2 separate regions of the Mus musculus genome follow, and region 2 is linked to region 1. A link is a contact called in public HiChIP or PLAC-seq data. All regions are on one chromosome and are shown on one strand. The core of a region is the stretch at or near the end of the contact, and the rest is flanking DNA. Distances in the headings are between cores, read along the strand shown.

Region 1 (4,650 bases), core at 437-2,936:
ATGAAGAGACACCGTGACAAAGGTTACTCTTATAAAGGAAAATATTTAATTTGGGCTGGCTTACAGTTTTCATAGGTTCAGTCCATTATCATTATGGTGAGAAGCATGGCAGCATCCAGACAGACATGAAACTGGAAGAGCCAAGAGTTCTACATCTTGACCTGAAGGCAGCTAGAAGAAGACTCTTTCTTCTGTACTGGGCAGAACTTGAGCATAGGACCTCAAAGCCCATACCTATAGTGACACACTTCCTCTAAGAAGGCCACACCTAATAGTGCTACTCCTGGGCCAAGCAGAGTCAAACTATGACAGTAATTCTATCTCTTTATTGAGTTCTGTTTTTTTTGTTTGTTTGTTTGTTTTTTGTTTTTTGGTTTGTTGTTGTTGTTTTAAATCTTGGATTGGTTTCTTCATTCATTCAGCTCTTTATTTTTATTCTCTTGAGGTATCATCATACCTTCTCTGAGTCCTTTAAACATACAGTGATTCCTTTGAACTATTTGTCTCCCAGGCCTTTCTCAGTGGGAGCCATTTCTAGTGCAGGACTAGTGCAGGCATTGTTGTTGTGTTTAGTCATGTTACTTTTGTTTCTGCACTGGGACTACACATCTGAAGAACTTTATTACTGGGGTATTTCTTTTTGTTGAATCATCTTTCTCCTTTCAGCAGAGGTAGTAAAATATACAGAAAAGGACTAAGTTGGAAGAGGGTTGAGACATTGTTTTTCTCCACAGGACTGGTGTTCAAGGCTACAGGTTCCACCACTGATCTGCTGTGGAGAGTCCACTACTGTCTTACCTATAGTCACTATCCAAGTTTCATACATGCATGGCTAGTCCTCTCCTCTGCAGCTCTGTGGTGTGGCTCTCCATGCCTGGAGTCAGTCTACTCAATTAGATGTTGGAGGTATGAGACCTCAGAAAATCCACATGTGAGATCAGGAGGCATACACGTGGGAAGGAACAGGACCTACTTGGTAGTGTGGGGAAGCAAGATCCCCTGAGGATTCCGGAAACCTGGGGGTGATGCCAAATAGTTCAGAGAAGTGGAGATCCTGGAGAAGCCAGGAAGGACAGAGCAGAACCTGCCTGGCAGTGCAAGGAAGTAAATCCTGGAAAAGACTGGATGCCATTTATCTAAGGTACAGCGCATGCCCAAGAAAACCCCGGGCGATGCAAACAAGTGATGTGGCGTCACATCACGGACACATACAGGGCTACACATCTCCTGGTCCAGTCCAGTTGGGGTTGTTTCCTCAGCTCACTGGCCACTCTATTCTTGGGAGTGTTTTTTCTTTAAAACCAAACAGTGTTTGTATTCCGTGTCCCTGGTGTTCTCTTTTATCCTGGGACACAGAGTTTGGGATGGGGTACCTTCTGAACTCAGCCCTGAAGCTGATCATGTTTGTCCTCATAATGTCCCCTGGCATTTGGAGCTTTCTCACTGTTTCTCTGACAGCCGTGCCTAACTCTAAAGGTATTATTTTCCCCCATCTCCCTCCTCTTGACAGCTGGGGAATTTCCAGCTTGCCTGTCAAGTTGTTTTTCTCTCAAAATTTAATAAAATTGTCCTCAAGCTTCCTTCTGACTCCATTTAAAATTTCTTTTATTAATGAGACTAAAAGCCCAAAAGGAGACAAACATTGGTTTCCCTGGTAACGGTGATAAACAAACTAGCGGCACATCCTCTCATCTAGTGACATTTTAGATTAGATGAACTGAAGTACCTGTTTGCTGTAAGGGCTGAAAGGTTTGGGGCGTGGGGAGAGGAGGAGGAGGAGGAGGAGGAGGAGGAGGAGGGCGGCTGGGGATGTGGCTCAGCAACAGAATGCTTACCCAGCACTTACAAAATCCTGGGGTGGATCAGTAGCACCACAAAGGAGAAATGAAGGTTTATGATTTTGGAAGAGGTGGTGATAACTGCAGTGTAACCTAGAAGCTCTTTGAAAAGAAGTGGATCCTAGGGTATTTAAAGGACATTGGGATGTCACTTGGGTAATCAAGGTGGGGAAAGGGGGGAAAGGAGAAGAGAGAATGAGAAACAGGCATTGAAGAGGAAAGCCAGTCAAAAGTAGAGGCATCCTCAAGGAGCTCCACCTGAAGTCACACTGAAAGAGAGCCTAATGCCAAGGGAAGGCGCCCAGACTCAAAACACTGAGGAGGACGAGCATTTCCACGCAGAGCTTTCCTGTTCAAAGGTTTGCTGTTACAAGTTTGACCCTGCATCAGTGTGCATATTGCATAGAACTGGATGGACTAGGGATATAAAAGAAAGGACAGAGAAAAGGCGTAAATGGGAGGGAATGGAGAAGTATGCTCTGTGCCATTGGTGAATGAAGCCACGGCATCTAAGTTGAGGGAAATAGAAGTAAAAATAACAGAAAGAAACAAAGCAGCAGAAACATTCACCATAGAAAATAGTTCTGCAGTCTGAATTGCATACCCACCCTCCGTGTATAACCTCATTTAGAAGCAGGGACTTTACAGGGGTAACCAAATTCAAATTGAGGTCAGAAGGATGGGCCCCAATCCAATATGACTGGTGTATTTATAAAAACGGGAAATTTGTCCAGAGTCAGACATTCACACAGGAAGAATGTCATGTGAGCAGGAAGCCAGACCCTGGGGTGAAAAGTCAAGGAATCCCTAAGATTGCCAGCCACTCCTCAGGAACTGAAAGTCAGGTACGGAGCAGATTCTGGGATGGAGCCAGCTCTCCTGTGCCCTTGAAAGCTCAACTTTCACCCACATCAGGGATAATAGACTCCTGGTGTGTAAGAGAGTATCTGTGGGGCTGGAGAGACAGCTCAGCTGTCCTTGCAGAAGACCCAAGTTCAATTCTCTGTATCCACGTGGTGCTTCACAACCATCTGTAATCCCAGTTCCAGGAGATCTAATGTCTTCCTCCGACCTCTATGGGAATCAGGCATGCACATGGTGCACATATATACATACAGGTGAAAACATACACATAAAAAATAATAATAATAGTAATAATAAAAAAGGTTGGCCTTTGTTCTGACAGCCCTAGCCAAGGAACACAAGCCATCTTAGGAGCAGCTTGCCATGCCAGGCTATGCTCTGTGGTTTCACCCATGATTCACTAACAGGTGTTTGGGATATGGCCTCATTGGGAGAAATACTTGACTTGCAAGAATGAGGAGCAAGCATGATCTCCAGCATCCATGTATAAACAGGCAACCTTGGTGGCACATGCCTGTGCTCCTAGTGCAGGAGACAAGAAGGTGACTAAGACTTCCTGGTCAGCCAGCCTAGCAGAATCAGTGAGAGACCTTGACTCAAGACATGAGCTAGGTTGGTAGTAGGAATTCAAGATTTTGTCGAGCCTGAAAAATGTTAGAAGAGTCAAAGCCAGTCTCATCCTTCAAGGAACTTCCACAGGACAACAAAGAACTTATTCAAGAATAGAGATTTTTCATCTATTGCTCCACTGAAGATGCTGAGCATACATCTGCTTTGGAAGTGGGAACTGCCTTTCTTGGAAGCATATGATGATCTGTATTTCAGCTCTCTTCCATTTTTCCAAGTCTAGACTTCAAGGAAACCATCCCCCAACACACACACACACCAATTACTGTCTCCAAGTTAGTTCAGAGAGAGGTGGCAGGTGGCAGGGACTCCATGCCCTTTTCTTGAACTAAATAGTCCAAAAGCTTCCTTCTGAGCCCTCTTTTCCTTTTCTTGTTATTAGATATTTTCTTTATTTACATTTCAAATGTTATCCCCTTTCCTAGTTTTCCCTCTGAAAATCCCCTATCCCCTCTTCCCTCCCCCTGCTTCGAAACCCACTCACTCCTGCTTCCTGGTCCTGGCATTCCCCTATACAGGGGCATAGAACCTTCACAAGTCCAAGGGCCTCTCCTCCCATTGATGAACGACTAGGCCATTCTCTGCTACATATGCAGCTGGAGCCATGGGTCCCACCATGTGTTTTCTTTGGTTGGTGGTTTAGTCCCAGGGAGCTCTGGGGGTACTGGTTAGTTCATATCGATGTTCCTCCTATAGGGCTGCAGACCCCTTCAGCTCCTTGGGTACTTTCTCTAGCTCCTTCTATGGGGACCCTGTCTGAGTCCTCTTTTCAAATTCTCATACAGAGGAGACTGAGAACCAGTAACTGGGAGCCCCAGCAACATATTTAAAAGTTAAAACACATTACTTATAACATAGTACACTATCTCTTAGCAACTTTTCCAAAACAAAAGTTGGCTCATCTCAATCTTGTTAATATATTCACACTTTAAATGGACTGGGGGAGGGGGGAATCTTAGAATACAGGTCGATCCTGAAACTAATCTTTTAAATTTACATTTTAAGTTTGTCTAGCAAAAGCAGTTCAGATGCTTCTTGTACACTTAACAAAAAGATATTTTTAGGTATCATTTGGTTATCTCTCTTAAATTCTATAGTCTAATTTTCTCCCATATTTAACACTTGAAAGCACCAGTCCCAAATATGAACTAGCTTAAAAGTAATATCTCAATTAGTATTTTAGGTAATCCATCTAAAGGTAAAGTCTAGAAACCAGCTTATTTTTTAAAATGTAAAGACCCCGAGTTCTTGTATTTTAGGGAAGGAGAACAGTGTAACAACGGGTTAGTTGGGGTAGGGGTCTGGAGGGCATTGTGTTTGT
Region 2 (4,695 bases), core at 246-2,745, 420 kb after region 1:
CAGGAAGTGAATTGACCCACTAGGCCTGGTTTAAGACCCCAAAGCCCACCCCCTCATGATGCACTCCTCCAACAAAGGCACACCTACTCCAATGAAGCCACACCTCCTAATAGTGCCACTTCCTATGGATCTATGGGGGCTATTTTTATTCAAACCACCACATTGGGTGTGGTAGCATGCCATTGTAATCTCAGCATTGAGGTAGGTAGAGATGGATGGCTCTCTGAGGCTCATTGGCCAGCCAGTCTGGCTTAATGGAAGAGGTCCAAGCCAAGGAGAGGCTATCTTAAAAATAAGATGGAAGGGGTCATTGAGATGGCTCTGAAGGTAAAGGCACTTGCTGCCAAAATGGATGTGCTGAGTTCAATTCCAAAGACCCACATTGCTGAAGAAGAGAACCAATCCCTCAAAGTTGTCATATGACCTCTACACAGGTTCCATGACCTGCGCGCGCGCGCACGCGCGCGCACACACACACACACACACACACTATTTATATTTAAAGAAATTTAAAAGCAATATTTAATAATAATAAGGTAGATGACACTAGAGAAACAATGCTCGACTGACCTCTGTCATTCACATGCACGTACACACATGTATACATGTGCCTGCACACATACATACATTAAAAAACACAGACAGACAGACACACACACACAAAAGTGAGAGGTCACAATTGATCATAAATATTCTTAAGCAAAGCACCATGCTGGGAAGTATTGGAAGTCAAAGTCTGTTGTGACCAGTAATATTATGACTGGAATAAGCACGCACTCCTCTGATATACCAACTGTGAAGAGGAATTTGCTTATTAAATCTGGATGAATTCTCTGTCATCATCACCATGCCTTTCTGTCCACCAAGGCTTCTGGAGTAGAAGTTTAGAATCTATGGTGTCTGGTAGGTTGAGGAAGAAGAGCTTGTAATACCTTAATTATTGATGTTTAGGCCGCTTCAAGGGACGTTACACATCTACAGGAAGACAAGCCAACAATCAGGTAGGTAAGACTACATGTGAACACTGGAGAAAATCAGAGACATTCACTTGGGTCACAACAATAAATTACATATCACATATAACTCTGTGTGTGTGTGTGTGTGTGTGTGTGTGTGTGTGTGTGTGTGACAGACAGACAGACAGACACACTTATACTTCAGATATAAGAGCTGCTGATCCAAAGCAAAGTCCTACCTGTGCCTTTGACATTCTTGAACCACAGTCCAGAGACCTAAAAGGACACATTGATCTCAAAAATAAGATAGATAGAGTCACTGAGATGACCTTTCTCATAAGATGCAATTATCATAAGTCTTAAGAGTCTTCCTGTTAGGAGACATAAGTTATTTTCTTTCGTTATTTTTCTCTCCAAGACCTCACAGAGGCACCAAAAAACTTGCAAGGTAAGGTTCATAAATGTCAAGAGTTAGCTGGTTGGTCACAAAGTAAGCTAAGACACTTTTCTAAGGCAAGTCAGTACAGCCTACTGCTTTGTGCAGCTTTCAGCTACTGTGATCAAAGGCGATGACTCACGCACTGAGGCTGCCTCCCAGTTTTGTGCTGTTTTCTTCTCTCCCGAGTTTCATTGTATCTGAAAGTACACTTGAACTTTGAGATGCACTATGGTCCTTACATACGAGTTGTGCTCATAACTCCAAGCCTGGGTAGTTTTCGATTAAAAGGGTGACTAATTAGTGATTTCTGACTAGTACTACTGGCTTGGAATGTTGCTAAAACTTGACCTGTTAGATGTGCCTTAGAGTGGGCAGCCACTAAGCTAAGGACTTGAAAGAATTTTATTTTGGCAGAAAAACTTCTGATTGGGGTGTGTGTGTGTTGTGTGTGTGTGTGTGTGTGTGAGAGAGAGAGAGAGAGAGCGAGAGAGAGAGAGAGAGAGAATTCTTGTGTAGGTGGGTGTACACATGTGTGTGTGTGCATGTGTGTTTGAGCAAGAGCATTCATGTGTGTGTCTTCTTGCGTGCATGTGTGTATTCATATGTGTGTTCATGTGTGTAGACATGAGTGTACATGTGCTGTTGTGCACATGTGGAGATAAGAGAGCAGTCTCAGGGGCTGGTGCTCTCCTCCTCCTGTGTTTGTGAGAGTTTTGGTGAATTCCATTGCATAGGCCAGGCTAGCTGGCCTGCACACTTGTGGGCTTTCTCCTGTTTCCACCACTCCACTCGCAGTAGGACACGAGAGCACACTGGTTCTCAGTATGTGTCCAGCTTTTACACAGACAGGCATGTAAACCTGGATCTTCCATTCCCTGAGCCCTGAAGTTAATCCAGAAGAGTTGTTCATCCTGATGCTCTTCCTCACAATGGTGTATTTGAGTTTTAAAATATGATGTAGCTTTCTCCTTTTTGGTGGAGGTGGTGGGGTTCCCTGAGCTCTTTCTATGAGGGGACAGTGGGTGCTCCAGCACACTGAGACCTGGCGTGTGTACTCTGAAGTCAGGAAGATGTGGTTCTGGGTCCAGGATTTCCCTGACACCCAATGGCTGTCCGCCTCCACCTTTTAAAAACCATTTTCCCTATCTCGAAAGGGAAGGTCGCTGTGAAGGTGAAGCCTGGTGGTGTGTGCAGCCAGCTCAGGACTGCATCAGTCACAGTTTGCTGCCTTCTCACCCTCCTTCGCCACACTCTTGGATCTGGTACTAGCAGAGCATTCCCATGATTCTGCAGAGTCCCCGGGTCTGGGATTTCATCTGTACTGGCCTCAGGTGGGACAGAGAGTCATTACTTCCTCTCTACAAACTGTCTCCTGTGGCTGTGGCTCAGTGAGCCTTGTGCAATAGGCCCCTTCCCTGGAAGCTCTAGGGAGCTTATGAGCAGCTCTTGAAAAAGAAAATGAACTCATCTGCTTGGTTCTTTTTCACGTTAGAAATCTGAGAATCAAAACTATAGTGCACATGCACCCAAACACACCTACACACACACACACACACACACACAGACACACACAGACACACACACACATACACACATACACACACACTCACACACACTCACACCTACACACACATACACAGACACACACACACAGACACACACACACACAGACACACACACACTCACACACACACACACACACCTACACACACACATACTTTAGGCTACTTTTTGACAGATGTCTAACGCTAAAATATCTGACCTAGTTAAGCCATTCATCAGTTCCATAAATATCAAGCAGGCACTTGTATGTACTGTATATATCAGGTCCTAAAACCTAGGCACCAACAATGCAAAAATAAGGAAAGCTGACTTCTGTTTGTGAGTGTCTCACAGTGTATGCAAGGTGAGAGACTCCTGCTAATGTACTTAAACCAACCTTTCAATAGAAGTATGCCAGATGACACACTTTACCCAGAGCCTTAAAGTTCAAGATCTGTTTCTCACCTTTCACCCCCATAACCATCCAGTAAGCAAGGTATTAACGCTTACTAATCATTTCCAGGTCAGCTATGAGGAAGTCAAGTACAGGGAGGGAATGAACATGACCAAGATCACAGAGACGATAACCACAATCTTATTTCTCTCTCCTGTGCCTGTGTTCTTCCACTGTCGTCAGGGCCTCCAGTTGAACATGTAGAGACACATTCAGAATGTATTTCCATCAGACTCACAAATACCACTACCAGTGTGTTCCTATAACCAGTCAGACACTGCCACCTCCGAGTCTGCCCTCGGCTTTCCTGCTACATCCTTCTCTTCCTTCTTTGCACCAAGCAAAGCCAAGCAGCTTCAGGTCATCTTTGGTCATGCCGGTTGTTTCGGGCTTTAATGTGCTGATTCTTTTTCCAAACACTCCCTTCCTCCATGTGTCTATTTCCATGTTTGAGTTCCACTTTCTGCAGAAAGGGGGGAGGGGGGTGAAGACCATGGTTCTACAGCCTCTGGGAGATCCTTCCCGGGACCTTTCCCAGGCTATTTTCACAGCTGCCACAGAGCCTGATCACAGCTTGTACTTTCCTATTGTGCCATGTTTAGCTTACTGCCTACCCCTTTTCTCCCCACTTGATCATGGGTCCCCGAGGGATGCCTCTGCCGCCTCTGTCTTTGGTCCACTAGCTTTGACCTAATTGAATAAATACATGAAGCATCAAGGTATGCTCCCATGCCTAAAGTGCCTCTTGCAGCGCATACAACTCAGAATAAATGCCAGCTTCACACCAGTCTCTGGGCCACAATAGAGGAGTGGTGAGCTCGACTCTACCTGTAGCAGGCACCTAGTTTATAAATGACTCGCACCACAAGGTAACATACCACCCATACTGCATGATACATGGCTTTGATCCATGGACAGACACTGTCTCTGGTTGCCATGCCCTCTCTGAAGAGCTTTTGTGCTTTTAGCCTTGCATCCAAGATTATAGAATCATATTCACTTGCTGCCATATGCCCGTGTCTGGAACTGTGCCTGGCACACAGTGACATCAAGAAATACCACGTGAATAAAAGAACAAACAAATGGGTAGACAGCATTCATGCTCAGTGTAGTTAAGTGGACACATGTGGGTCCTGGGACCTCTGAAACCAGCTGAAACCAGCTTGGGATTGGATGGGCTCACAAGGGGAGCCAAACATCAGGCTTCCCCGGGACCTATTATTTACAGCCTGCTATATGAGCATGCTTCACACAGTAGGTTCTTTCAGGATGTTTCACACAGTAGGTTCTTTCTTAAGAATTTG

The links. HiChIP or PLAC-seq counts read pairs in DNA pulled down with a chosen protein or histone mark.
Region 2: an H3K27ac HiChIP or PLAC-seq map of regulatory T cells shows a contact between it and region 1, with 5 times the contacts expected there. The contact joins two enhancer-like sites. A contact is called at or near these places in 9 of 39 promoter capture datasets (the 3T3-L1 cell line, the SN4741 cell line, cranial neural crest and 4 more), 1 of 15 datasets of contacts at CTCF or cohesin (the NIH/3T3 cell line), 1 of 484 Hi-C or Micro-C datasets (bone marrow-derived macrophages), 10 of 115 datasets of contacts at active chromatin or transcription factors (bone marrow-derived macrophages, craniofacial prominence, embryonic forebrain and 5 more) and 1 of 9 other capture datasets (pancreatic islet).

What each region holds. Positions count from the first base shown.
Region 1 is chr10:13,046,300-13,050,949 of GRCm38.p6, forward strand. No RefSeq gene overlaps it. Among named protein-coding and RNA genes, the nearest start is that of Gm40602, 12 kb to the right of the region's middle. Within about 2 kb of position 1,687, at least 5 of the 459 cell types and tissues checked have an H3K27ac peak or open chromatin away from gene starts, as enhancers often do. A contact at or near this core is called in regulatory T cells, where this site is marked.
Region 2 is chr10:13,465,561-13,470,255 of GRCm38.p6, forward strand. All of the region lies in intron 1 of Phactr2 (phosphatase and actin regulator 2), which reads right to left. Among named protein-coding and RNA genes, the nearest start is that of Phactr2, 6.5 kb to the right of the region's middle. Within about 2 kb of position 1,496, at least 26 of the 459 cell types and tissues checked have an H3K27ac peak or open chromatin away from gene starts, as enhancers often do. A contact at or near this core is called in regulatory T cells, where this site is marked.